7 separate regions of the Mus musculus genome follow, and all the other regions are linked to region 4. Evidence: chromatin contacts called from public HiChIP or PLAC-seq and promoter capture Hi-C data. All regions are on one chromosome and are shown on one strand. Each heading gives the region's core, a stretch centred on a gene start, on an enhancer-like site or on the middle of the called end of the contact. The rest is flanking DNA. Distances are from core to core; before and after follow the strand shown. Region 1 holds the start of Dot1l (DOT1-like, histone H3 methyltransferase (S. cerevisiae)). Region 2 holds the start of Wdr18 (WD repeat domain 18). Region 3 holds the start of Oaz1 (ornithine decarboxylase antizyme 1). Region 4 holds the start of Adamtsl5 (ADAMTS-like 5). Region 5 holds the start of Plppr3 (phospholipid phosphatase related 3). Region 6 holds the start of Arhgap45 (Rho GTPase activating protein 45). Region 7 holds the start of Izumo4 (IZUMO family member 4).

What was found. Promoter capture Hi-C pulls out the DNA fragments that hold promoters and counts their contacts. HiChIP or PLAC-seq counts read pairs in DNA pulled down with a chosen protein or histone mark.
Region 1: a contact with region 4 is called in an HNF4G HiChIP or PLAC-seq map of pancreatic cancer cells. The contact joins the promoter of Dot1l here to the promoter of Adamtsl5 in region 4. A contact is called at or near these places in 2 of 39 promoter capture datasets (liver and pre-B cells) and 1 of 115 datasets of contacts at active chromatin or transcription factors (pancreatic cancer cells).
Region 2: a contact with region 4 is called in an HNF4G HiChIP or PLAC-seq map of pancreatic cancer cells. The contact joins the promoter of Wdr18 here to the promoter of Adamtsl5 in region 4. A contact is called at or near these places in 2 of 39 promoter capture datasets (embryonic stem cells and pre-B cells), 1 of 115 datasets of contacts at active chromatin or transcription factors (pancreatic cancer cells) and 1 of 9 other capture datasets (liver).
Region 3: an H3K4me3 HiChIP or PLAC-seq map of pro-B cells shows a contact between it and region 4, with 3 times the contacts expected there. The contact joins the promoter of Oaz1 here to the promoter of Adamtsl5 in region 4. A contact is called at or near these places in 1 of 115 datasets of contacts at active chromatin or transcription factors (pro-B cells) and 1 of 9 other capture datasets (liver).
Region 5: a promoter capture Hi-C map of embryonic stem cells shows a contact between it and region 4, with 2.5 times the contacts expected there. The contact joins the promoter of Plppr3 here to the promoter of Adamtsl5 in region 4. A contact is called at or near these places in 1 of 39 promoter capture datasets (embryonic stem cells), 1 of 15 datasets of contacts at CTCF or cohesin (embryonic stem cells) and 2 of 115 datasets of contacts at active chromatin or transcription factors (bone marrow-derived macrophages and pancreatic cancer cells).
Region 6: an HNF4G HiChIP or PLAC-seq map of pancreatic cancer cells shows a contact between it and region 4. The contact joins the promoter of Arhgap45 here to the promoter of Adamtsl5 in region 4. A contact is called at or near these places in 1 of 39 promoter capture datasets (pre-B cells), 1 of 484 Hi-C or Micro-C datasets (embryonic stem cells), 1 of 115 datasets of contacts at active chromatin or transcription factors (pancreatic cancer cells) and 1 of 9 other capture datasets (pancreatic islet).
Region 7: a FOXA1 HiChIP or PLAC-seq map of pancreatic cancer cells shows a contact between it and region 4. The contact joins the promoter of Izumo4 here to the promoter of Adamtsl5 in region 4. A contact is called at or near these places in 2 of 39 promoter capture datasets (the SN4741 cell line and liver), 3 of 115 datasets of contacts at active chromatin or transcription factors (Th17 cells, microglia and pancreatic cancer cells) and 2 of 9 other capture datasets (adipose tissue and liver).

The regions. Positions count from the first base shown.
Region 1 is chr10:80,752,937-80,756,489 of GRCm38.p6, forward strand. Dot1l (DOT1-like, histone H3 methyltransferase (S. cerevisiae)) reads left to right here and starts at 2,267. Exons shown (of 28, transcript NM_199322.2): 1 at 2,267-2,588. The coding sequence starts at 2,508.
Region 2 is chr10:79,958,277-79,961,658 of GRCm38.p6, forward strand. Wdr18 (WD repeat domain 18) reads left to right here and starts at 1,876. Exons shown (of 10, transcript NM_175450.4): 1 at 1,876-2,096; 2 at 2,726-2,836. The coding sequence starts at 1,887.
Region 3 is chr10:80,825,052-80,828,759 of GRCm38.p6, forward strand. It overlaps Oaz1 (ornithine decarboxylase antizyme 1), which reads left to right and starts at 1,605. Exons shown (of 5, transcript NM_008753.4): 1 at 1,605-1,854; 2 at 3,186-3,331; 3 at 3,410-3,582; 4 at 3,660-3,708. The coding sequence starts at 1,709.
Region 4 is chr10:80,346,402-80,349,741 of GRCm38.p6, forward strand. It overlaps Adamtsl5 (ADAMTS-like 5), which reads right to left and starts at 2,047. Exons shown (of 13, transcript NM_001285435.1): 1 at 1,955-2,047; 2 at 1,156-1,224.
Region 5 is chr10:79,872,744-79,876,103 of GRCm38.p6, forward strand. It overlaps Plppr3 (phospholipid phosphatase related 3), which reads right to left and starts at 1,891. Exons shown (of 7, transcript NM_181681.2): 1 at 1,277-1,891. The coding sequence starts at 1,351.
Region 6 is chr10:80,014,715-80,017,921 of GRCm38.p6, forward strand. Arhgap45 (Rho GTPase activating protein 45) reads left to right here and starts at 1,958. Exons shown (of 23, transcript NM_001142701.1): 1 at 1,958-2,204; 2 at 3,066-3,207. The coding sequence starts at 2,112. It overlaps Abca7 (ATP-binding cassette, sub-family A (ABC1), member 7), which reads left to right. Exons shown (of 47, transcript NM_001347081.2): 46 at 233-473; 47 at 592-858. The coding sequence ends at 744.
Region 7 is chr10:80,701,357-80,704,688 of GRCm38.p6, forward strand. It overlaps Izumo4 (IZUMO family member 4), which reads left to right and starts at 1,337. Exons shown (of 10, transcript NM_027829.3): 1 at 1,337-1,603; 2 at 1,693-1,773; 3 at 1,853-1,924; 4 at 2,374-2,400; 5 at 2,497-2,572; 6 at 2,683-2,730; 7 at 2,824-2,838; 8 at 3,062-3,079. The coding sequence starts at 1,360. Mob3a (MOB kinase activator 3A) reads right to left here and starts at 464. Exons shown (of 4, transcript NM_172457.2): 1 at 441-464.

The DNA.
Region 1 (3,553 bases), core at 1,017-3,516, 410 kb after region 4:
TTGTTTTTTAAAATTTTTTTCCAGACAGGGTTTCTCTGTATAGCCCTGGGTGTCCTGGAACTCACTCTGTAGAGCAGGCTGGCCTCGAATTCAGAAATCCACCTGCCTCTGCCTCCCAAGTGCTGGGATTAAAGATGCATGCCACCACTGCCCTGCACATATCAACTTTCAAAGCTACACAATGATCTCCTCTCAAAAAAAAAAAAAAAAAAAAAAGTAAAACAAGATAACAAAATCAAACGTAGAAGCCGCCGGGTGTGGTGGCACACCCTGTCTCGAAAAACCAAACCAAAAAACAAACAAACAAAAAAACATAGAAGCCAACAAATAAAAACAATAGAGCAATCTAGGAAGAGCCAATGCAGACTTCTGCAAGGAAGGATAATCTCGGCTCAGGCCCAGGCTATCCACCTGCCTCTGCCTGTGTCCCAAGAGCCCTGTGTAACCCATGAGTTACCTGGCAAGTTCAGTTTCTTGACCTGCTTACATCATACCAAGTGTACTGGCTAGTTTTGTGTCAACTTGACAGAGAAAGGAGCTTCAGCTGGGGAAATGCCTCCATGAGATCCAGCTGTAAGGCATTTTCTTTTTTCTTTTTTTTTTTTAATTTATTTTTATTATATGTAAGTACACTGTAGCTGTCTTCAGACACCCCAGAAGAGGGAGTCAGATCTCATTATGGATGGTTGTGAGCCACCATGTGGTTGCTGGGATTTGAACTTCGGACCTTTGGAAGAGCAGTAAGGTGCTCTTACCCACTGAGCCATCTCACCAGCCCATGTAAGGCATTTTCTTAATTAGTGATCAAGGGGGGAGGTCCCCTTGTGAGTGGTGCCATCCCTGGGCTGGTAGTCTTGGGTTCTATAAGAGAGCAAGCTGCAGCCAGGGCTACACAGAGAAACCCTGTCTTGGGAAAAAAATGTATTTAAGAGAGAGAGAGAGAGAGAGAGAGAGAGAGCGCAAGCTGAGCAAGCCAGGGGAAGCAAGCCAGTAAAGAACATCCCTCCATGGCCTCTGCATCAGCTCCTGCTTCCTGACCTGCCTGAGTTCCAGTCCTGACATCCTTTGGTGATTAACAGCAATGTGGAAGTGTAAGGTGAATAAACCCTTTCCTCCCCAACTTGCTTCTTGGTCCTGATGTTTGTGCAGGAATAGAAGCCCTGACTGAGACACCAAGCTACAGAGTCTTTTACCACGTCATTTAGTTTTGGAACGAGGGCTCACTGAGTTGCCCAGGCTGGCCCGGAATTTACTTGGTAGCTCAGCATGGCTTCTAGCTCCGGATCCTTCTTTTGGGGGCTGGCAAGCGCTAGGATGAGGGGTGGGAGCCATCTCCCCTAGATTACATTCACTCCCATGTAGTCAGGAAGAAGAAGCAGCTATCCAGAAGCGGCTGGTGAGCTGGTGACAGCTCACCTCAAGGTAACTTATTCTCAGAAGGTTTTGGGGGGAGGGAACTTAAGTATTAGAAGGATTGGAATGGCCTAAGAAGGAAATAAGTTTGGCTCCTGACTCTGTAAAGTTCTGGGCAGGTCAGAGAATAACATTGCTTTGAACTCTTAATTGAGAGCCTCCGACCTATAGGGTCCAATTTGACTGATGATTTATTAATTAACTTATTGCTCACATCTTTAATCCCAGCTCTCAGGAGGCAGAGGCAGGTGGATTTTGGTAAATTCGAGGTCAGACTGGTCAACAGAATGAGTTCCTGGACAGCCAGGGACACCCTGTCTCAAAAAAAAAAAAAAAAAAAAAAGCATGTAAATAAACAATAAGCAGATAGGCTAGAAAAGTGAAAAAATAGAAAAGCTAAAGAAGGGGAAAAATTGAAAAATGAAAAAAAAAAGAAAGAAAGAAAAAGCCAGAAAAACAGAAAAAGAAAATTGACGGGAAGGGAAGAGAAAGAAAAAGAACAGGAAATGGAAAGAAAAGAAAAAAGCAAAGCAAAGCGAAGGGACGCGAAGCAAGCCTGTGCAACTGGGATTTGAACTTGACCCCGCCTGGTCTCTCTCGCTTTCCTCCGCAGGGTTTCCCCGGGTCCCCGCTTCCGGCTGGCGGCGACGTCGGAGGGCAACCGAGGACGTGCGTGCGCCGCTGCGTGCGTAAGTGCGTGCGTCGGTCGGAGGAGGGCGAGTCCAAGGGGGCGTGGCGTGCGAGGGGTGGCGCGCGCGGCGCGGCGGGCGGAGGCTCTGGGCGCGCACCGCCTCTTGGCTCCCGGCCTCCCCCGCGCGCGCTCGCCGAGTGGTTCCGCCCGACCCCCCGGCTCATTGTGCCTTCTCCTCACGCCGGCCCAAGATGGCGGCGGCTCTAGACGCCCCGGCTCTGTGACTCCTACAAAGAGGGGAGCTGGGGCCACACGGGAGCGGCGGCCGAGGCACAGGCCGGGCCGTCTGTCCTCAGCCGTCCGCCCCGCGTCCGCCCGTGTCCGCCCGCCCGGCTTCCCGCCGGTGGCCCCGCCCCTCCCCCAACCGCCCGCCTAGCATGGTGCGGCGGCCGCGCGCGCCGACATGGGCGAGAAGCTGGAGCTGAGGCTCAAGTCGCCTGTGGGCGCCGAGCCCGCCGTCTACCCGTGGCCGCTGCCGGTCTACGTGAGTGTACTTGCGGAGAACGCGGGGGTAGGAGTCGTGGGGCTCCGCGGCGGCAGCGGCGGCGGCGGCGGGTCCTTGGCCGTTCTCGGCCCGCGCCTGCCGTTGCCCTGACGCGGCCGGTCGCGTTGTCGCCGCCGCCGGCCCGGAGCCCCGCGTCTCCAGCCTTTGAGGACCTGAGTCTGGACCGACCTTGTGGGCAGGGGTGTAGAGACTGAGAAGTCGGGGATTCCTTGCCTTTCGTGGCGACCCCTCATGTTGTCACCTCAAATTGTCACCTCACGTGCCCTCTTCCAGTCATCTGTTTCTTATCCTGATGCCTTCTCCTATTGTCCTCTATGCCCTTTCTCGTTGTCACCTTTTGATGTTCATGGGCAGGTGCTAAAAAGAACCCTAGGAAGTCAGGGGGAGGTTGGCCCTTGGGTTTGGGTTGTCCCCCCACGTTCGTGGAGTGGTAGGAGGGCTCCGAATAGTTGTTTCTTCATGTCAGGGTGCCCGGCTGAAAGAACCTGAGAAGTTAGAGAGGTTGTCATCTCAATTTGTACCTCATGTGTCGTTTGACGTTGGTGGATTGGCCTGGAGGTACATTGGAATGCTGGAGCAGTTGTTTCTTAATGTTGGTGGCATGGCTAGAGGGGACTTAGGGAGTCTGGAGGTTGTCCTCTCATGCTGGTGGGTAGAGCTGGTGCGACTCTGCAAAGCTGGAGGTGTTATCCCTTAAAGTGGAAGTGCCAGAGGCAAGTGGGTTCTGAAGTCCAGGAGGGCCTGCGGAGGTCAGTGTACTGTCCCCTTGTGGCCCTTTGTATGCTTTGAGTAGAAGATACAGCAGTGGGGTTCCCTGGTGCTGCTGAGTTCACATCCTCACTGGGGTCCCAGGGAACATGTGTGTCCTGGGATGCCCTTGCACCTGTCCTCTGCCTCTTCGAATTAGGCAGCCCTGTGTGTCCTTGAACATTCCCACAAGTGTC
Region 2 (3,382 bases), core at 626-3,125, 390 kb before region 4:
ACCGTGTCCTCCCTGTTCCCCCGCAGCTCGAGCCTGCCATCTTGGGGCCACATTGGGTGACACGCCTCACTCGGACTCGTTTCCTCTCTTTCTGGCCTGAGGTCGCAGGGTCGCTGAGTCCAATGCTTGCACCCAGCATGCAACCTTGCTCCCTTCACAGGCCCAATAGCTGCTCTTAGACCCAGCTCACCATCCCACCGTGCGTCCAGCTCTGCTGCCACGGCAGGCGCAGCGCTCTGGCAGCCACATTCCCAGCTGCGATTCCACAATTGCTTGCAATCTCCTTTACTAACAGCACATGGAGGGAGGGAGGGAGGGAGGGAGGGAGGGAGGGAGGGAGGGGACACTTGGTTTTAGACCTGGCCTATGACCAGCAGCTGTGACCCGAGGCTAAAGGTTGCTTGGCTAGAGATTGACCTTTTGGGTCTACACGGAGTGAACCGAATACAAATTTGAAATTTATGGCTCAAAAGAGGAAAGGGCAAAGAAGCGGCAAATCCATAAAGGGCGTGGGTCGATTGGTAAGAGTTTAATCACCAATTCACCTCAGCCAGACATATTATCCTTGATGAGTATGTAGCCTGATTTTACATGCAGTAAGTCACTAACTTCATTTGGTCTAAATAAAGTATAAAGATCAGTGGTTTATATTTTTGCTATAAAACAAGGTTTAAAAAGTAAACCGGGGGCTGGTGAGATGGCTCAGTGGGTAAGAGCACCCGACGGCTCTTCCAAAGGTCTGGAGTTCAAATCCCAGCAACCATATAGTGGCTCACAACCATCTGTAACAAAATCTGACTCCCTCTTCTGGAGTGTCTGAAAACAGCTACAGTGTACTTACATATAATAAATAAATAAATCTTTAAAAAAAAAAAAGTAAACCGGTTTCAGAGGGAAAGCCAGGAAAGGGGACAATATTTGAAATGTAAATAAAGTAAATATCTGAAGAAGAAGAAGAAGAAGAAGGAGGAGGAGGAGGAGGAGGAGGAGGAGGAGGAGGAGGAGGAGGAGGAGAAGAAGAAGAAGAAGAAAAGAAGAAGAAGAAGAAGAAGAAGAAGAAGAAGAAGAAGAAGAAGAAGAAGAAGAAAGAAGAAGAAAAGAAGAAGAAGAAGAAGAAGAAAAGAAGAAGAAGAAAAGAAAGTAAATAAACCGGTCACCGGTGGTGGAGGCTCAAGGCCACCCAGCACATAAAGAGACACTGTCTCGAAAAGAAAGAAGGAAAGAAAGAAAAAAAGAAGGAAAGAAAGAAAAAGAAAACAAAAGAAAGAAAAAAAAAAGACAAACCCAGCAAACAGGTAGCAAAAATACCTTCCACTACACAGAGGTAATACAGTGCTGACCGGCCAGGGACTCCCCAGTCTTCTACGCATGTGCAGGAATCCAGTTTTGTTTTGTTTTGTTTTGTTTTGTTTTGTTTTGTTTTGTTTTGTTTTGTTTTGTTTTGTTTTGTTTTGTTTTGTTTTGTTTTGTTTTGTTTTGTTTTGTTTTGTTTTGTTTTGTTTTGTTTTGCCCCGCCCCGCCCCGCCCCGCCCCGCCCCGCCCCCGAAGAAGCTCCTGGTGTTCTTTAACCTGCTTGGCTGGGTCTAGCATTACGCCTTTCGCGCACTGGCTTGTACGCATGTGCAGGTCGTCTGGCTACGCCCTCTCACCTGCTGCTAGCTCCGCCCCAGAGCCGCGAACTTTTTACGCATGCGCACGTTAGGGCTCCTGGAACCCGTAAAGCACCAGGCAATCAACAGCCTCCTCGGCTTGGTGAAGCTACCGCGCATGCGTAGACTTTCCAGTTTGGCCTCTAGGAGGCGCTATGGCCGTTCTAGTCGGCCAGGAGCCATCTTAACAGTCTCTCTAAGGATGATGGGATTCAGGGGCGGGACTGGCAGAGCAAGATGGCGGCGCCCATGGAAGTGGTGGTGTGTACTGACGCCGCGGCACAGCTCTGGAGCTGCGTGGTGTGGGAGCTTCATTCGGGCGCCAACCTGCTCACCTACCGAGGCGGCCAAGCGGGGCCGCGAGGCCTGGCGCTACTCAATGGCGAGTACCTGCTGGCGGCGCAGCAGGGCAAGAACTACATCTGCGCCTGGGAGCTGCAGCGTAAGGTGTGGGGCCTCAGCGTCCGCGGGGCAGCCGAGAGTCCTGGGGCGCCGCCAGGGTTGGGGTCCCGGCGACCCTGGGGTGGCTGCGTGACAGGGCGTACTCGGAGGCCGAGGGGTTTTCTCCTAGGGAGATGGCGCCAACGCACGCGTGCTCAGATGAAGATCGATGGCGAATCCGCTTTTGCACGCTTGTAGTGTTAGGGACGCCAATTTTGATGCAGAAGGGAAAATGGGGTCCGTTAGAGGTCATGCTTTTGGACAGCATGGCAGATCAGAGATCTTGAGGAGCCGCAGGAAGACAGAGACCGACGGCCCGTCCTTTTGTTACCCTCGTAAAGAGTCGCAGATCTTCATAGTCAGGACTGACTGAGGCCTGGGGTTACTGGTTCTGATGTTTCTGGAACACAGAGCTTCCTTCTTGTCCGCTGGGATCCCTACTGCTGAGCCCTGACCCTGCCCTTCACTGGGAGGTTCTAGGCAGTGGTTCTAACCCTGAGCCGCACCGACAACCCCTCACTTGAGCAGTCTGTCTCCCCAACCCCCTTACTCTTGCTCTCTGTACTAAAAACTTTAACCTTCCATTGCCTCCGTTCTGATACTCACATAGTTTGTCTTGTATCCTGTGTCCCTAGGATCAGCTCCAACAGAAAATCATGTGTCCTGGGCCTGTCACCTGTCTGACCACAGCACCTAATGGCTTGTATGTCCTGGCAGGAATTGCAGAGAGCATCTACCTGTGGGAGGTGAGAACAGCTTGTCACACGTATGTGTCACTTGGGAATGCTAGAGAGTAAAACTGGTTGGTGTCCAGTTTTACCTGAGGTAGGCAGGTGGTCTTGGAGATCTTACCCATGACTTCTGAAAACAAAAATGTGGCCATGTCTATAGGGTCCTCATTTGTGACTGAGATACAGGACAGTGTTCAACCTGCTGGTGGCTCTAGTGCTGTCGTGAGCAACCAGGAAAGAAACTTAGAAAAGGGCAGTGACCAGAATTAGTACAGAGGAGGAGGAGGCAGGAACCAGAAGCAGTGCAGAGGAGGAGGAAAGCATTTATTTACACTTGTGGTTTATATGAGGGAAGTCAGCGCAGGAAGCAGAAAGTCAGTTAACATCCATAGTCAGCAGCAAAGAGAAATGCTCCCGTGATTGACTACACTTGTTGCTCTTGCAGAGGACCTGGGTTCAATTCCCAGCACCCACAGAATGGCTCACAGCCATCCATAACTTCAGTTCTAGAGAACTTGACACCTCTTTTGATCTCAGTAGGCACCAGACTGCCCACTGCAT
Region 3 (3,708 bases), core at 355-2,854, 480 kb after region 4:
GACATCTGTTTATCAAGACAAGGGATTTTTTGGCAGTCCATGATTACTTGGAACTTCCAGCAATCCTCCTGCCTCAGCTAGGTTGAGTGGCTTTTATCACAACCATAGATAGATTTTTACTGAATTCTGATCTTTGTATCACACTGTAGTTTGCTCACAAAAAAAGAGAATTAGAGGGGGCTGGAGAGATGGCTCAGAGATTAAGAGTACTGACTGCTCTTCCAAAGGTCCTGAGTTCAATTTCCAGCAACCACGTGGTGGCTCACAACCATCTATAATGGGATCTCACACCCTCTTCTGGTCTGTGTCTGAAGACCAGAAACAACAACAGTGTACTCATATAAATAAAATAAGTAAATCTTGAGAGAGAGAGAGAGAGAGAGAGAGAGAGAGAGAGAGAGAGAGAGAGAGAGAGAGAGAGAGAGAGAGAGAGAGAGAGAAAGAGCAGGGTGTGGTGCCACAGGCCTTTAATCCCAACACTCAGCTGGCAGAGTCAGGCAGATCTCTGAGTTTGAGGGTAGCTTAGTTTATAGAGTAAGTTCCAGGACATCCAGGGCTACACAGAAAAGCCCTGTCTCAAAAACAAAACATACAAAACAAAACAAAACAACAACAACAAAAAACCCATAAAGAGAAAAAGAATACGAAATTCTTTAAGAATAAATTGTAAGCAGGGCAGTGATGGCGCACGCCTTTGATCCCAGCACTTGGGAGGCAGAGGCAGGCAAACAGAGAAACCCTGTCTCAAAAAACAAAAATCAAAATACAACAACAAAAAAGCGGCGGCGGCGGGGGAGGGGGGGTTGGGATGAAGGAAACCTTCAAGCTGAGTCTATGAGAAAAGTTGTTTAAATTCCAATTTGACATAAAATACTTCTCTAGATTGGGATACTTAACTTTTGACAGATTTTCTTTTAAATAGCAAGTTGCTTTTAAAACAAAGAGTCCCAATCTATTACCCATTATTACAAGGTCATTAGAATAATTTTGCCGCGTGGGGGATGGGCACCAAGCAAACCGCCTAGGTCAGCCTCAGGTACCCTTGACAGTTATGTCCTGACAGTCTTCCCGGAGCGGGGCGTCCCATGAGTGGGACCATAATGGTTAAGATGGAAAGGATGACAGATGACAAAACTGAAGGGCCACAGGTACTAGAGGAGGCGCAGAGTCCTAGCCTTGAGGCCTGGGCTAGATGGGGGTTTACGTCCTGGAGGCGACTACAGAAGCCCCGCCTCCGCCTCACGTCATAAAGCCTCGAGGGCGGGCTTGTCAGAACTCCAACCAATCCTCAAAGGGGCCAATACGTCCGTTTTTCTACATTGACCGATCAGAGCCTTGTAGGGGCGGGACGCGTCTGGCTTTTCTGTCTTCCCTCCCACAGAGTGACGCAAACACGCGGGGCCGGGATTCTCCTATCGCCAACTAATCATCAACGGAAACCTTCTGTCTGTCTTTTTACTCTCGCCAATCAGAAGCCGGAGTAGGTGGGACGCATTTGGTTTTTCCTTGGGCTGCCACTGTGGCCCCACCCCGTTCCTCCGTCGCCTCACACTGCTGCGTTTACGCCTGCGTGTGGGGGCGTGGCCTGCCGTGACGACGCATATAAAAGTGGGCGTCGGCGCCGGCGCCATTTTGCGAACGGCGAGCAGCGGCGGCGGCGCGGGAAGTGCAGCGGAGGTTTTTGCTGGTTTCGGACCCCAGCGGCCGGATGGTGAAATCCTCCCTGCAGCGGATCCTCAACAGCCACTGCTTCGCCAGAGAGAAGGAAGGGGACAAACGCAGCGCCACGCTTCACGCCAGCCGCACCATGCCGCTTCTTAGTCAGCACAGCCGCGGCGGCTGCAGCAGCGAGAGGTGAGAGCCCTGCCCCCGCCGCCGCGAACCTTCCAGAAACAGCGTCCGCGTAGGCCCCAGAGGGCAGCGCAGGACGCGCAGGCCCGGAGCGGGGTCGGCCTCCGGCGCCAGATAAGTCTCGGCAGCGCGAGATCCGCCCCTTTGTGGCGGCCACAATCGCGCAGGGGGCGGGGCGGGGCGGGGCGGGGCCTGTGGAGCGGGTCGCGGACTCGGATTTGGGATTCGAGTGGAATTAGGGAGTCTCAGGTTGAGGAATAGGGTTTGGTTTGATTGGAGGACCGGGAACATTTCGCGAAAATGTAGGATTCGATTTTGGGTTCGAATCGGATTCGGGGGTTGTGAGTTGAGCCTAAGATTTGGGGAGGGATCTGAGAAGAGATTGGAGACTCGAATTTGGGGTCTGCCTCTCGGATATGTGAGCTAGTTCTAATGTCAGGTGGCGAAGTGTTTGTGGTTACCTGTAGGGCGTTTGGGTAATAAATCGTATGCTATGTAGAGGTGGGGCTCGTCCCGGTGTTTGGAGTTCTTTGCAGAATACTGGGATTTTGGGTGCTGTTGGGGAGGAATCCTATTATATTCTTGGGTACATGTTGAGGACTCATTTCTTGGTGGGAGAGTATGGGATCAGATTTGGGGTGTTGAGAAAGAAGCTTGTGTCGGTTTAGGAAGTCACAGGTGGGGAAGCTGGGATGAGGTTTAGGTTGGATTTAGTGATTGCGTGTTGAGGGCTCTAATACTTTGGAGGGATTTGGGTCAGAATTAGGACCTTGGAAGTGGTCAGGCTTGGGGGCTCACAGAGCTATGTTGGAGGACATGGAGGTGGTGTGGTGTGGTGAGTATGATGTGAGGTGACCTTAATCCCTGGTCCACTTGGCAGTTAAAAGTCTGCAGTGGGTGGGATGGAGGGTATCACTTGAAGGGTTCAGAATGGGGACTGGTTTGGGAAGGGCGTCGATATAGGTGGTAGGAACTTTGGATATAGGCTGTGCAGACACCTATAGAGTGGCAGTAGGGAAGAGAGGAGACTTGGGGTTGTCTGACTCTAGAGCATGAGTAGTTAGTGAGGTAGAACTTTGGGGTCACTGGTAGCTGCTGACCAGAGGGTAGGAAGGAGCGAGTGACCTGGTGTGAAGGGAGGATTGGCAGCATGGAGTGGGATGGGCCACAGTGCTGAGATGACACTGCCTGTGAGGCCTGTCTTGCTACAAAAGGGGCAGAGTCACACAGGTGAGGGGCAGTGACTCGGGTTGACTGTTGTCAATGGCTCTTGAGTGGGAAGCCCGGGCACTTAATTATTGCCGCTGCTGCCACCTGAGCATTGTTTCCTGCAGTTCTAGGGTTGCCCTTAATTGCTGTAGTAACCTGGGTCCGGGGCCTCGGTGGTGCTCCTGATGTCCCTCACCCACCCCTGAAGATCCCAGGTGGGCGAGGGAACAGTCAGCGGGATCACAGTCTTTCAGCTAGCATCCTGTACTCCGTGAGTACCTGTGGAGAGCCCGGGGGTGCCTGGCACTGGCAAAGTAAGCTGGCCAACCTGACAACCCTGCTCCCCTAGGACGAGCGGCTGAATGTGACAGAGGAGCCGACGTCTAACGACAAGACCAGGGTCCTGAGCATCCAGTCCACGCTCACGGAGGCCAAGCAGGTCACCTGGAGGGCGGTGTGGAGTGGTGGTGGCCTCTACATCGAGCTCCCAGCTGGACCTCTGCCTGAGGGCAGTAAGGACAGGTAGGCCACTTCCCCTTAGGGCTGTAGGGGATTTGGGGCCTGGGCACAGGTGGCTAATGACTCCATGCTTCATTCAGTTTTGCAGCTCTCCTAGAGTTCGCAGAGGAGCAACTCCAGGCTGACCAC
Region 4 (3,340 bases), core at 797-3,296:
TATGTAATCCAGGCTGTCCCAAAACTCTCTATGTGGCCCAGGCTGGTCTGTCAACTCACAGAGGCCCGCCTGCCTCTGCCTCCCAGGTGCTGGGACTAAAGATTTGCACACGTGCTTTTCTTTTTTTCTTTTTTTGGTTTTTCAAGACAGGGTTTCTCTGTGTAGCCCTGGCTATCCTGGCACTCACTTTGTAGACCAGGCTGGCCTCGAACTCAGAAATCCGCCTGCCTCTTCCTCTCGAGTGCTGGGATTAAAGGCGTGCATCACCACGCCCAGCTTTCTTTTTTTCTTTTTTATTTTTTTTTTAGATAGGGTCTTGTAGCCCAGGTTGGTCTTAAACTTCCTGAGTAGCTAAGGATAACCTTGAACTCGTGACCTTCCTGCCTCCCCTACTAGCTCCTGGACAGTGGGCACTGGGCTTTTGCTCTAGGACAGGCTTCTGCTTTCCTTTTGAGATGGGAGTCTTGATCTGTAGCTCAGGCTAGGCTCAAACTCTGAAAAATCCTCCTCCCTTAGCCTCCTGGGACAAAGTTGCTAGTCCTGGACTGCCACACACCCACCTTAATCAGTTCTTCCTATAGACAATGTGTTCTTTTATTTTGTTTTTGTTTTTTTTTAAAGATTTTTATTTATTTATTATATGTAAGTACACTGTAGCTGTCTTCAGACACTCCAGAAGAGGGAGTCAGATCCCATTACGGATGGTTGTGAGCCACCATGTGGTTGCTGGGATTTGAACTCAGGACCTTTGGAAGAGCAGTCGGGTGCTCTTACCCACTGAGCCATCTCACCAGCCCCAGTGTGTTCTTTTATAATGCACAAGGAATCCTTTAAGGACAGTTTTTAGGTGGCTGCAAGTTTAGTCACCCCTTTCATCTACCTTCCTGGGTGGCCAGGAACCAACCATTCCATTTCTCCAGGCCTCGGTTTCCCCATCTGTGCAGTGAAAACCCGCGGAACCCCATCCCTGAGTCTCTGAGAGCCTGTAGAGGGATAATTAATGGAGGCTCATCCAGAAACTCAGGGTGGAATGGATGTCCCCCTCCCAGCTGCCCCCCAGCCTCTGGGGACCGCTGTGCTCCCAGGTACCCCATAGCCTAAGGGACCTCCTCCCCACCCCCAACCCCACCCCGTGGCAGGCGCTGGGCGGCTGACCTGGCCTCCTGCCAACACGTGGGTCATGGTCTCATCTGCCAGAGCTGCGGGCTGCGGTGCCTAGAGGATCTGCGGACAAGAAGAGCAGGGTGGGGCTGAGTGGAGGTCTCAGTTTCCCCAACTGTAGAGACCGGATGAAGTCATTCTCAGCCGACGCCCTCCTCCTCGTGATCCCAGCCTGGCAAGACCAGCCAGGAGGGAAGGGAACCAAGATGAAGTGAGTCCCTTCTGGGCCCGGGCCAGGCTCTCTGAAGGGCACACGGGCTCTCAAAGATCTGCAGCCCACAGGGTCCAGGTACCTGAAAAAGGGGTAAGGAGGACAAAAGTACCCCGGCCCGGCTGGAACCAGGGTCTCTCCGGTTGTCAGCCAATCTGATGTCCTTTAGGACACCTTGGGACCGAGATGGCTGTAAATTGGAAACTCACGGGAACTGCTTCAAGACACTCGCCGGACCCTTCCTTCTGCGGGCCCAGAAACTGGGCTGTCCCGGGAAGGAAGGAAGAAGGAGGCTGGGGAAGGCCATCTCATAACCCCCTTCGTGAGGGGGGCTCCTACCCATGTCTGTCAATGCCCTCTCCCGAGCACCGCATCTAGCACTGCATCCCTCTCCCGCATTGGTGCACCAGTCACTGGGGTGTCGGTCTCCTGAGTTTCAGTCCCATCCCGTAGGAAGTGCGACCCCCAAACTCACCCACCATCCTAGGGATTGCTGCTTTCGCTCCGAGCAGGGAAAGAAACCAATCTCATCCCCGCCGCCACACCGGGTGGAATAGTGGCAGGATGGGAAGAGGGACTTACCATCTGCTGAGAGCCCAAGGCAATACGTCCAAGTTTCCCCGGGACGCCCCGGGGACTGGCGGAAGCGGCGGGGCCCCAAAGTGCGGGACTGCGAACTCGGTCGATCCCTCCCACCCGGGCCTCCTAGGCGCGCCCAGGCTGGGGTCACCGAGGGCGCAGGCCAAGGGCGCCCTCGTGCGGCAGGAGAGGGCGCACGCGTTGGGCCCGGACCTGCGGCAGGGGGCTGACCTACTGTGTCTGACAGCGCAGCTCAGCGGCCCAGCGTTGGTCCTGATATCCTGGGTGCCAGTGACCTTGGGAAGTGCAGCTGCGGGGCGGTGCGCGGGGGTGACTGGACTGCTATTCCGGGCGCCGCGCTCAGGGCCAGGGAATGTGCCTAGCGCTGGGGCTTGGGGTGGGATAGTCCATGCCAGGGCGCCCTCTCACTCTCAGTACCCCGTCCTGCTCCGTAGCACCCCGCAGCCAGATACGCCAGATTTCCTCTCCTCATCCCCATCACCCACTCAGGCCAGGCTCCTAGCTCTGTCCCAACAATCCCTGGGACCCCAACCCAGGTCTCCATCATCCCTGCAACTGGGACTTCCCACCCCGTCCCTGTTACCCCCAATTAGACCTCTCCACGCTGGTCCACATCATTCCCCAGTTAGACCTTCCTGCCTTGGTTCGCATCTCCACCCCCCCCGCCCCCCGACTCCTCACTCGAGTCCCAAGCATCCCCTCACGAGGCCCCGCGCGCCCGCTGGGGGCGGAGGGACCCTCCCTGCCCCACATTCCCAGGCGCTGCCGTCACCAATGCTCCACCCGGTCCCGCCCTCTAGGCCTGGACGCCAGTGCTGCTTCTCTCCACTGGTTTTGGCCTCAAGCCCTCCGCCTCAGTTTCCCATTCCCGGCACTCTGCCAGCCTCTTGTGGACCCCCTGACCCCATCGCCTTCGTGTAGCCTCCCGGCAGCCGGGCAGAAGGACGCCGCACTGCGATGATCAGTGCTGTGTGGACCATGCTATTCCTGGGCGCTGAACTCGCCTCCTCTAGGAAGCCCACCTGGCTGACCTCTGGCCCGCTTTCCTCACAGGGCACGGTGCCTGCTGTATGCACTCCCTGAAAAGCAGACTGCCTGCAGTATTTACTACACATAGAGGACAGTGTCTGCTGTATACACCTGCCTCAGGGAGGTCCTCTGGACAGGGCTCAGCACAGGACAGCCGCTGGAAACATCTCTGAGTGTGACCACTCCGTGACATTATTATGCAAGTCACTGTGTGCACACAGCTATGGCCCAGCAGCCAAGCCCAGTGTGGGGAGGTGGCCATGCATGGCCATGACTCCGATTTCTGACACCCATCATCCTGTTGAAGAAAAGATGCTAAGGCCAGGCATGGGCTGTGAG
Region 5 (3,360 bases), core at 641-3,140, 470 kb before region 4:
TCAGTGGGGGGGGGGGGGACGCGCTCCTAAGCACCTACACACAAATTCAAAAGGGATTTCAGATCTCAGCTCTGCATGGTGGTGTGTGCATGTCCAACACCTGGGAGGCGGAGACGGGAAAGCTGCTGAGATCCTGACCTGGATACATCTCAAACTCCAATCCAGCCCAGGCTGCAGAGTGAAATCTCAGATTGGGGTTGAGGACCTGGCTCAGCAGTAGAGCCCCTGCCTAGAATCCCCCAGGGAGGAGCTGGGGGCGTGGTCAGGGTAGAAACCCCTGCCTAGAATCCCCCAGTGAGGAACTGGGGGCACAGAATCCACCAGTAAAGGATGGAGGTGTGGTCAGGGTGGAGGCCCGCCTAGGATTCCCCAGTGAGTGGGGTGGGGGCGTGGTCAGGTGTAGACCTCAGGTCTAAGCTCCAGGTCCTGGATTCTGTAGCCAGCACTAAAGACATACATGAAAATCATTTTAAATTGAGTGAGGAAAAAAATAGCTGTAAAGCAAATTCTGGAAAGATTTCAAAGGATTCTGGTGAGAGTGGGTCTGAGGGGCTGGGCAGAGCCTTGGAGTGGGCTATAGTCACCCTTAAATGTCATGTTGGGACATAAGCATTCCCCCTAATGCTCTGTGGCTCACACAGGTCACCTGCTGAGGACAGAAGGCTGGGCTCCAGCCTGATCAGGGGCTTCTGAGACTCTGCCTGGCTCACAGCTTCTGCCATTCAAAGGAAACCGCAACCCTCCACACTTAGTATGCACCAAGTGAATGCATTTATTGTTTTCTATTTTTAGATGCTTTCAGCTCTCCACCACAGCTGTCTGGATTCACCGAGGGGTTGACGAGCTCTGGTGGAGATTGGGCGTGGGGCACACAGTCATGCCATTAGAAGAGTGCTTGAATTTAGACGCACCTCGGGTACTGCAGAGCCAAGTACCCAGCACCCACCCACCCTCACTAGTTGGGGCTTGTTCACCTCCAATGCCCCAATTTCCAGCACACACCCCCCCGCCCCCAATTGAGCTTCTCAACCCTGTCCTTAAAGGAACGCCCAGCATCCTAGCATTCCCCCATCTGTTCCCACATTCTAAAGGACCTTTCTGAGGCTTTGCAACTCCTACTCGACCTGTAAAACCCTGTGCCTTTGGAACCAGCCTCATCCCCATCTCAACTCCAGGTGGCCTGGTTCCGCGGTGCGGGTTCCTGTTCCTGCAGCATGAAGTGGACGGTCTCAGAAGCTCCCTGCCACGAAGATCTCTCACCGCGACCCCCACTCACCTCCACGAAATAAAAGCAAGGCAGGAGTGTCATGCTGTCCTTCGGCGTTTTATTCTTCTCCTTCATAGCAAGCATGGTGACGTTGGCGCTGTAGGCCGAGATTGCAGGGGGACAAAGGCAGGCTGGAGACTAGGAGCTGCGCAGATGGAGTCTCCAGGTGGGGAGATAAGGGTTAGCCAAGAGGGCTCGGGGAAACTGAGGCTGGAGCAGAGGGGGAACTTGGGGAAGGGAGAGGCCGGAGCCCCCGCGCGCGCACGCGGCTCGTTCACCTGGAGGGAGCAAGGAGGGCGGAGTCCCTTGCAAAGCGCGGACACAAAGCCAGGGTCCCCGCGTGGGAGGGACGCGAGGCCCGGGCGCGGTGTGCGGCGCGTGAGCTCTTTGTCTGCGCGCTCTGCAGCCCGCTCGGCCCCGCCCCAACCCCGCCCCCGGCTTGGGCGCCTCCGCCTCCCACTCTGCGGGTCTCAGGGTCTCTGGCCCTGCGCGGGGACCGCAATCTGGGTCTCGTCCCTGCCCCTTGCGCGTGCCTTCTGTGCGCCTTGCGCGAGCACGGTTGATCTCCGGGACCTAGGAGCGCGCGGCGCAGTGTGGGGAAGGCGAGATCCCGCGCCCCGCGCCTCCAGTTGCCTCCCTGCGTCTCACGGTCGCCGATTCCTCGGCCCCCACGCCTTCCGTGCCCGCGGCTCGCTGGAGTCCGTTTCCATGGTGAGGTCCCTGGGCGCCTGAGCAAAAGGAGACAAAGACACAGGGGTGGAGGGGCTGTCCTCTACCTTCTCTCCCCCTCGTCCCCGTCCCACCTCTCCTCTGTCCAACCACCAGGGCCACCTCACCCTCCTGACCCTGGGCAGTTGATGCCTTGAGGATAAAGGACTGTAATGTGCACTTATGCAGTGCTTGCTGTTTTCAAGGGTTTCCTCTCCACAGAGGCAGTCCTGTAAATGTACCCACTGGTTGACCCCACCCCATCCTGGATGGGACAAACTGAGGCCCTAAGATGTTAGATCGGAATAGTCACTATCTGCTGAGCACCTACTGTATACCAGGCCCTTAACAAACTCTTGTGACCCACTGGGAAGTGGGACTTAGGCTGACAGACCCTGCAACTCTCTGTTGAAAGCTGAGTGTAGTGGTACACGGCTGACGTCCCAGTATTCAAGAGGCTGAGTCTGGAGGATTGTTGTAAGTCCCAGCCCAGCCTGGCCTACACAGTGAGACTCTGTCTTAAAATCATTAAAAAGGGAGTGGTGTGGAGGCCAGAGCGATGTCTCAATCTGTAAAGCACTTGTGCTGCAGGCGTGAGGACCTGAGTTCGAATCCCTCTGCCCTGGGTACAGGAGGAAGGCAGGATCACCAGGACTCTCCAGCCACCATCTCACCTAAGCAGCAAGCAGCAAGCCAAGGAGAGACCCTGTCCCCAAAGGTCAGGTCAAGCTAGGGTTGGTCTCAGGGACCAAGAAGCCTGCTTGTGTTCCTCTCTCTTTCTGTGAGACTGGCGGGGGGATTCCATGGGGTCAGCCTGCATAGTGACACCCTCTTTCAAAAAAACCAAAAAGGGCCTTTGAAAGGACCCATGAGCACACAGAGGCTGTAGGGCTCACGTATAAACATGAGCACGCAGGACTGCAGGGCTCAAATATAAACACGAGCACGCAGGCACCGCAGGGCTCACGTATAAATATTATGGGTTTATTCTCACTGTCTCAATGCTTTCCCCAAACTGACTGCTGTGTTCCCAGACTCTACCTCAGCCTCATGTTTTCTGAGTTTCCTCATGGGAACAGCAAGCTCCCCAGGCCTGATGGCCATACAGAGACACCCAGCACAAAAGGAGCAGCAAAGAGGAGCTGGTGGTGTGTGTGCAGTTTTCAGTCACGTAAGGCAGGAGAATTGCTGTGAGTTTTGATATAACCTGCTCTATAGACTGAGATTGTGACTCAAAACAAAAAAAGAAATAAAAACAAAAACAGTGGGCCGAAGGTGGTGGCGCACGCCTTTAATCCCAGCACTCAGGAGGCAGAGGCAGGCGGATTTCTGAGTTCGAGGCCAGCCTGGTCTACAGAGTGAGAACCAGGACAGCCAGGGCTACA
Region 6 (3,207 bases), core at 708-3,207, 330 kb before region 4:
TGGAGTCCAGGGGAGGTGAGGAGTGTCTGTCCTTCGATACAGGTGTGCCAGGTCCTCTGAGTGGGCGTAGTCTCTTAGACTCGTGGGCGTGGCTCGCAGCAGGGTAGGGTGAGAAGGAATTGGGTTGGGTCCAGGTGTCCAAGACAGGCCAAGGACAGGTCTAGTAGGGAGTATCGAGATTTCGAGGAGCAATAGGGGCCATGGCCTGCATCCCTGGTCCTGTCCCCTCCAGGTTCGGGGCTGGCCACACACTGACTCTAAGGGTCCCACCGGACCAGCCTGAGCCGGCGATAGCCTTCATCAGGATCACATTCCCTGGGGCTGAACTCCGGGAGGTGCACGGCAGCCGTCTGCGCTTCCAACTGCCACCGGGGGGCAGATGCACCCTGACACGAGTGTTCAGGGAGCTGGCTGCCCAGGGCAGGGCCCACGGTGTGGAGGACTTCTCTGTGAGCCAGACCACTCTGGAGGAGGTGACTTCGGGCACCATCAAAGGGTTTGAAGGGAAGAGCTGAGGTGCCTCAGGACCCTGGGCTGACATCTACCCCCACCCCATGCATTTCTGCCCCCTCCATGTCTCTGCCCTGCCAGGTGTTCCTATATTTCTCCAAAGACCAAGGGGAAGAGGAAGAGAGCAGTCGGCAGGAGGCTGAAGAAGAGGAGGTTTCCAAACCTGGCCGGCAGCATCCCAAACGTGTCAGCCGATTCCTGGAAGACCCCAGCTCTGTGGAGACCATGATCTGAGCATGCCTGCCTTGGGACTGAGTGGCAAAGCTCAGACAGAGGATCTCTGTACCATACGCTGGCTCCCAGAAAGCCTTGGGCTCTGGGGGAAATAAAAAGAAACTAGAATGAGAATGAGGCCACGGCTGAGTTTGTGTTTTAGGAGTCTTAGCTCTGTACAGTCCCATACACTATCACATGTACAGTATGCGCGTGTGTCCTGCTGTGAATTGCCTGCAACACGGACACTTCCCAGGTGTCCAGTCACACGTATCCTGACCTGCATGTACCTATGTGGGTCTGACACCCAAGGGCGGGACTTGTGAGTGTTTCTGACCGTGAAGTAGAGATGAGGTCAGGCTTGTGGAATGTTCCAGACGGTATAGAGGACCCTGGTACTTTCCTGGCCTGACCGGACCAGAAGCCCACCCCAGAGCCAGCCAGTCTTCATCCTGAGACAACCTCCCAAGCCCACCCCCAGCCATCCAACTATGAGTGGGAGGCACGGGACCCTTAAGGGGCTCCTCGGCTGGGTTTGTGGCTGGACCAGAGCTTGGAGAGCGGGCCTAGGTACTGCAGGCTGCGGCCTTTCTGGGCTGTGTCCCCGAGAGCCACCCAGTGTGCCTGAGGTCAGTGGAGTTTGGGATGGTTAAGGGACATGGTGTCTAAATTATTAAATAGTACCTCTGGGGATCCTGAGACCTGAAGCTCAGAGCTGGGATATAGAGGGCAGAGTGGGAGTGGGAGCTAAGTGGAGGCCAGCAGGGCAGTGGAGCTCCTGGGTTGCTGGATGGAAGCCACCCAGGCATGGCACCTTCAGGTCCTATGGTCCCCAGAAGACTGTAAGGCTGGTGATTATAGGGAATGGGGGGTCACCTGTGCATGGTGAGGGACTCAGGGGGTGTCTGTTTGATCTGTGTGTGAACCTGTTGCTCAGCCTCCTCTCTGGTCTTTCATATCAGTATACACATGACACTGCCTTTCTTGACTGTATGTTATGTCCCAAGCAAGAGTCAGCTAATGCCTGGATCGGGTGGCCACACAGGACACAGGCTGCAAGTGGAAGGTGGCCTGCTGTGGGGAACCTGTGTCAGAGTCAGTGTGCAGAGTCCTATAAGAGCTGACACTTGGGACAGTCACACTGGGGGCGGATCTGAGGTGTCACCTCCCTCCCTCTGCTGGGGAGCCTTTTCCTGTGTAGGAGACTTATGCGCCAATGAGAGCCAAGCCAGTCACGTGTGGCTCTGACAGCTGGGGAGGGGGTGGCCCTGAGCAATGTGGTCCAGAGACAGCCTGCACCAGGAGTTGCAGGACTGAGACCACCCCCAGACTCCCACCCTGCCGTTGCCCGCCTGTCCTCACCTAGGGCCACTGGGGCTGACTCCACCATGTTCTCTCGGAAGAAGCGAGAACTTATGAAAACTCCCTCTATTTCCAAAAAGAACCGCGCGGGGAGCCCCAACCCGCAGTCCTCCTCAGGGGTGAGTGGGGCACAGAGCGGGTGGGGACCCAGGATGACACCCACAGCCTGTGGTCACTGATGGGCATAGCATGCAACTACAACACCATGCTGGGTCCACGCTGGGGGAACCGGGCCAGCTATAGTCCACACCAGGCAGAATGGCCGGCGACAAGGAGTGGCCTGAACCTAGGAGGCCGCATTACGGTAGGTAGGGATGGCCTTGGGTGGCAACCAAGTCACCCATCTTGATGAGGGATGTCCCCGTCGTGTGCCAATGACGGTTGTGGGTAGTGGGTAGAACTGGTATTGGAGTCTAGTGACTACACTGTAATATGGGGTCTGGGCAATTTTAGGGTTCTGAAAGCCAATGGGGAACTGGTGTTGAACTGGGGTGCAGGTGTACAGAGCAGATTGGGGGGGTCTCCAAGTTTCTCCAGGACCTGCTGCTGCCTGCTGAGCTTTTGAGAATTTGTGAGGTTTAGGGGTACCTCTACTAGGTCTGGGGGTGTCCTGAGACACAGGAGCCTGATGATCTTTTCAGGTCACAGAAGTTATCCATGTTTTTAGAAAGTGGACACCCGTAGAGGTATCTGGGGTGGCTACAGGGTTAGAGACTCACAAGAGTCCTCCCCACCCCCACCAGGAAGTGGGGTGCCCCCTCCCTCCTGTGCCCCACAGGCCCCGCCTCTGGCTGTGGTTTGGGTAGGGACGGTTGTTTGTGAAAGCTATAGACAGGAGGATGTTGGGTAACAGGTGGGGGGGGGGGAGCTTAAAATTCTCTGCCCACTGACCTCTGACCCCTGTGAGGACTTTCTGGGGAAACTGAGGCAGTGTCTGGGATGGGGGATCCCCTTGACTCCTCTTCCCTATGCATACCTAGGAGCTGCCCAGGAAGGATTGGACAGAAGCTCCCGGCCTGGAGCCACCAGCCACATCCCTGTCCACGGTAGCCAAGGGCACAGGGACACTCAAAAGACCCACCAGCCTGAGCCGCCATGCCAGTGCAGCAGGCTTCCCGCTCT
Region 7 (3,332 bases), core at 87-2,586, 350 kb after region 4:
AAACTGCGGCCAAAGTTAACTTTCTGTGATCTGTTTTTGAGTCTCTCCATCCAGCCTTTCAATGGCTTATTTAGGGGAGGCCGAGGAGTGCTGAAGAGGCAGAAGTAGGGATAGAACCCAGGGCTTTCTACACACAAGGCAAATGCTTCACTCCAGAGCAAGAGCCCAGACCTTCAATGAAGTTTAACAGAAACGTGATCATTTCAAACAAATGAGTCAGCGGAGATGGGAAGGAGGATCCTATCCAGCCGCTGGAGGCTAGCCTGTGCTATCTAGGACCTCAAATATTAAACACGCTTTTGATCCATGACGCTTCCTTTCTCCCTCCTTTTGACAGATCCAGGTCCCCAGCGCCCACTCTGGGCCGGTCGCTGGACACTGTCACCCTGAGGGATGAAGTCCCGCTGCCCGCCGCCCGCCTTGGCCCTCGGAGGACCCACCTGGCTGTCCGGAACCGTCTCTCGCTTCGCCCAGTCTCCGGCCGCGCCCGCAGAGGGACACGCCCGCGGAGGGACACGCCGCACGCCCCGCCCAGGCCGCGCCCGCCAGCCGGATTTACTTCCCTTAAAGGGAAGCAGCCCGGATGGAGGTGTGGCGCCCGAGTTCGGAGGATCACGGTGTGAAAGGCAGGCGGCACTCCGCGCCCCTGGAGACCAGGACGGGCGCTGCTAATTGGCTGTAGTGGAGCGGATGAGGGGCGGGACGAGCCCTCCCTCGCTGGCTCGGGAACTGGCGCCAGCCCAAAGCGCATGCGTAAGGCGCTGTGGATGGGGTGGAGCCTGGGGACAGACTGGCATTACCAGTTGCCAATTGTAACTGGAGAGATTCAGTTACACTCTCCTGGGGAGATCCAGTAGAGCCAGCCCTGGGACAGAAGTCCGGATGGCGGTGGGGTGGGTGTGGTGACAGGCTAGAAAGGGGTGGAGCCATCCGTGGGCGGTACCAGGCCTGTAGGCGGAACCAGGCCTGGGACAGGAGTCTAATCGGGGCCTGGCCAGGTAGGGGCGGAGCCATCCGTGGGCAGGCGCTGTCTTTTTTTTTTTTTTCGAGACAGGGTTTCTCTGTGTAGTCCTGGCTGTCCTGGAACTCACTTTGTAGACCAGGTTGGCCTCGAACTCAGAAATTCGCCTGCCTCTGCCTCCCAAGTGCTGGGATTAAAGGCTTGCGCCATCAGGCCCGGTGGGCGGGACATGTCTAAGCGGGGCGGGACCAGAGTTGGAAGCATGATCAGGCCCGGGCAGGGGATGGCGCGGCCAGGGTCCACAGCGCGAGCTGTTGGTTGGTGCGGCGTGGCAGGGCGTGGCGCGGGAGGCACCGTTGGTTGGTGCGCGGCTGGAGGGTGCGGCGCTGGCGGCGCCGATGTTTGGGCAAGGCAGGCTGGGCCAGGCCATGGCCCTGCTGTTGTTTCTGGGCATGACAGCGGCGCTGGCCCGGGGCTGCCTGCAGTGCGACCCCAATTTCGCGGAGAAGTTCTCCTTCTATCGTCACCACGTGAACCTCAAGTCGTGGTGGGTGGGTGACATTCCTGTGTCGGGGATGCTGCTCTCCGATTGGATCCAGAACACGATGAAGGAGCTCCATCTGGCCATTCCTGCTGAGATCAGTGAGCGGCGGAACCCATTCCAGGGTCAGAAGAGCAGCAGGGAACCGGGCAGGGCCACTCATTTGCTTGCTTTTTCCTCCTGCCCTTAGCCCGGAAGAAGCTATATCAAGTAGCAGAAGCCGTGTACCAGAGGATGGACCAGCTGTACCAGGGGAAGATGTACTTCCCAGGTAAAAAGAGAAACAGGTGGGGCCGGTGCGAGCTGCTACGCACCTGAACTTGACCGTTCTGCTGTGACTCTCACATCAGGGTATTTCCCCAATGAGCTGCGGGCCATCTTCCGGGAGCAAGTGCGCCTCATCCAGAACGCCATCATAGAGAGTGAGCAGTGGGCTCCACAGAGGGGAAGATGATCATGGCCGCTGGCACTTCAGGGCTAGGGGCACTGGAAACAGGGCTCAGGGAGGAGTGACTCTGCAGGAGGCCCTTTTGCATAAATGTTTGCTAGCATGCCCATCACCCCCTTATTTCTGTCAAACTAGTCTCCTGGTGGCACCTAGGAACAATGGAACCATCCTTCCCTTAGGTTATCCCCATCTTTCACTGCAACTGACCCCTTCCTACATCCATGAAACTCATGTAGCACAAGCGTGTAATCCCAGCACTCAGAAATGAGGGAACGAGGCAAGAAGATTGCCACAAATCACAAGGCAGCCTAGGCTACCTTCTCTGTGCTAGGGTATCCTGGGCTACAAAAACAAGTGGGGCTGAGGTGTTGAGCTCTGGGCCTTGTCAGAAAGCACTATCCTGTTATGTCCTCCCCTCCCCAGGCCGCATTGACTGTCAGCGTCACTGTGGTAAGTGAACCATGGTCCAGGCTAAGGGCCACAGTGGCAGTGGCCCAGGCTGGGGAGGGCCCAGGGGAGTCTGGGGCTGCTTCTCATATATTGCAGGTATCTACCAGTACGAGACCATCTCCTGCAGCAACTGCACGGACTCCCACGTCATTTGCTTTGGCTACTACTGCAAGTATGGCTCATGCAGCAATCCCACTGCCCCTGGGGTCCTAGGCAAGGAAGGGGACCAGGGCCTTGGGGATACCCCACCACCAAGTCTTGTGTTCCCCCCCCCCACCCCAGGTCATCGGCACAGTGGGAGTCAGCTGTACAGGGCCTTCTGAAATACATGTGAGCTGGGGCTTATTGGGTACCAGGACATGGAGAGGGAGACACCAAGGGAGGCCACTTGGTCCCCTGACTCCAAACCTACTGTCATTGTAGAAACACCTGGCACAAGTAAGTTCCTGCTGGAATCCAAGGTTGTGTGTGCCTTATGATGAGGGGTTGAAGCTTGCCAAGGCTCAGGAGGACCTTGCCCACACCCTTCAAAGGTCTCCAAGTTCAGCTGGAGGAAGGGGGCAAGCCATCCTGGCTGAAGGGTCTTCATGAAACCTATTCTTCCCTGAATTGGTGTGGTGGCAGACCTGGAGGGTCTAACTGGAGCCCCATTCTATTTCAGACAGGATGAAAAGATGAGGTAAGACCAGGCCTTCCACTTGAGAGGGAGGAGTGAGGTGAGGAGCGGGGTATGGGGAGTGGGGAGAGGGATGGAGTGAGGAGGTGTGTGGGTAAGAGTGGGAGGGGATGCTGGGCAGGGTGGGTAAGAGCGGGAGGGGATGCTGGGCAGGGCTGTGTGCCTGAGGGCACACTGGCCATCTGTAGTCACACCTGCCTGTGTGGTCAACGCACTGCCTGAACCATGCTGTGTTTCTTCCCTGCGGCCTCAACTT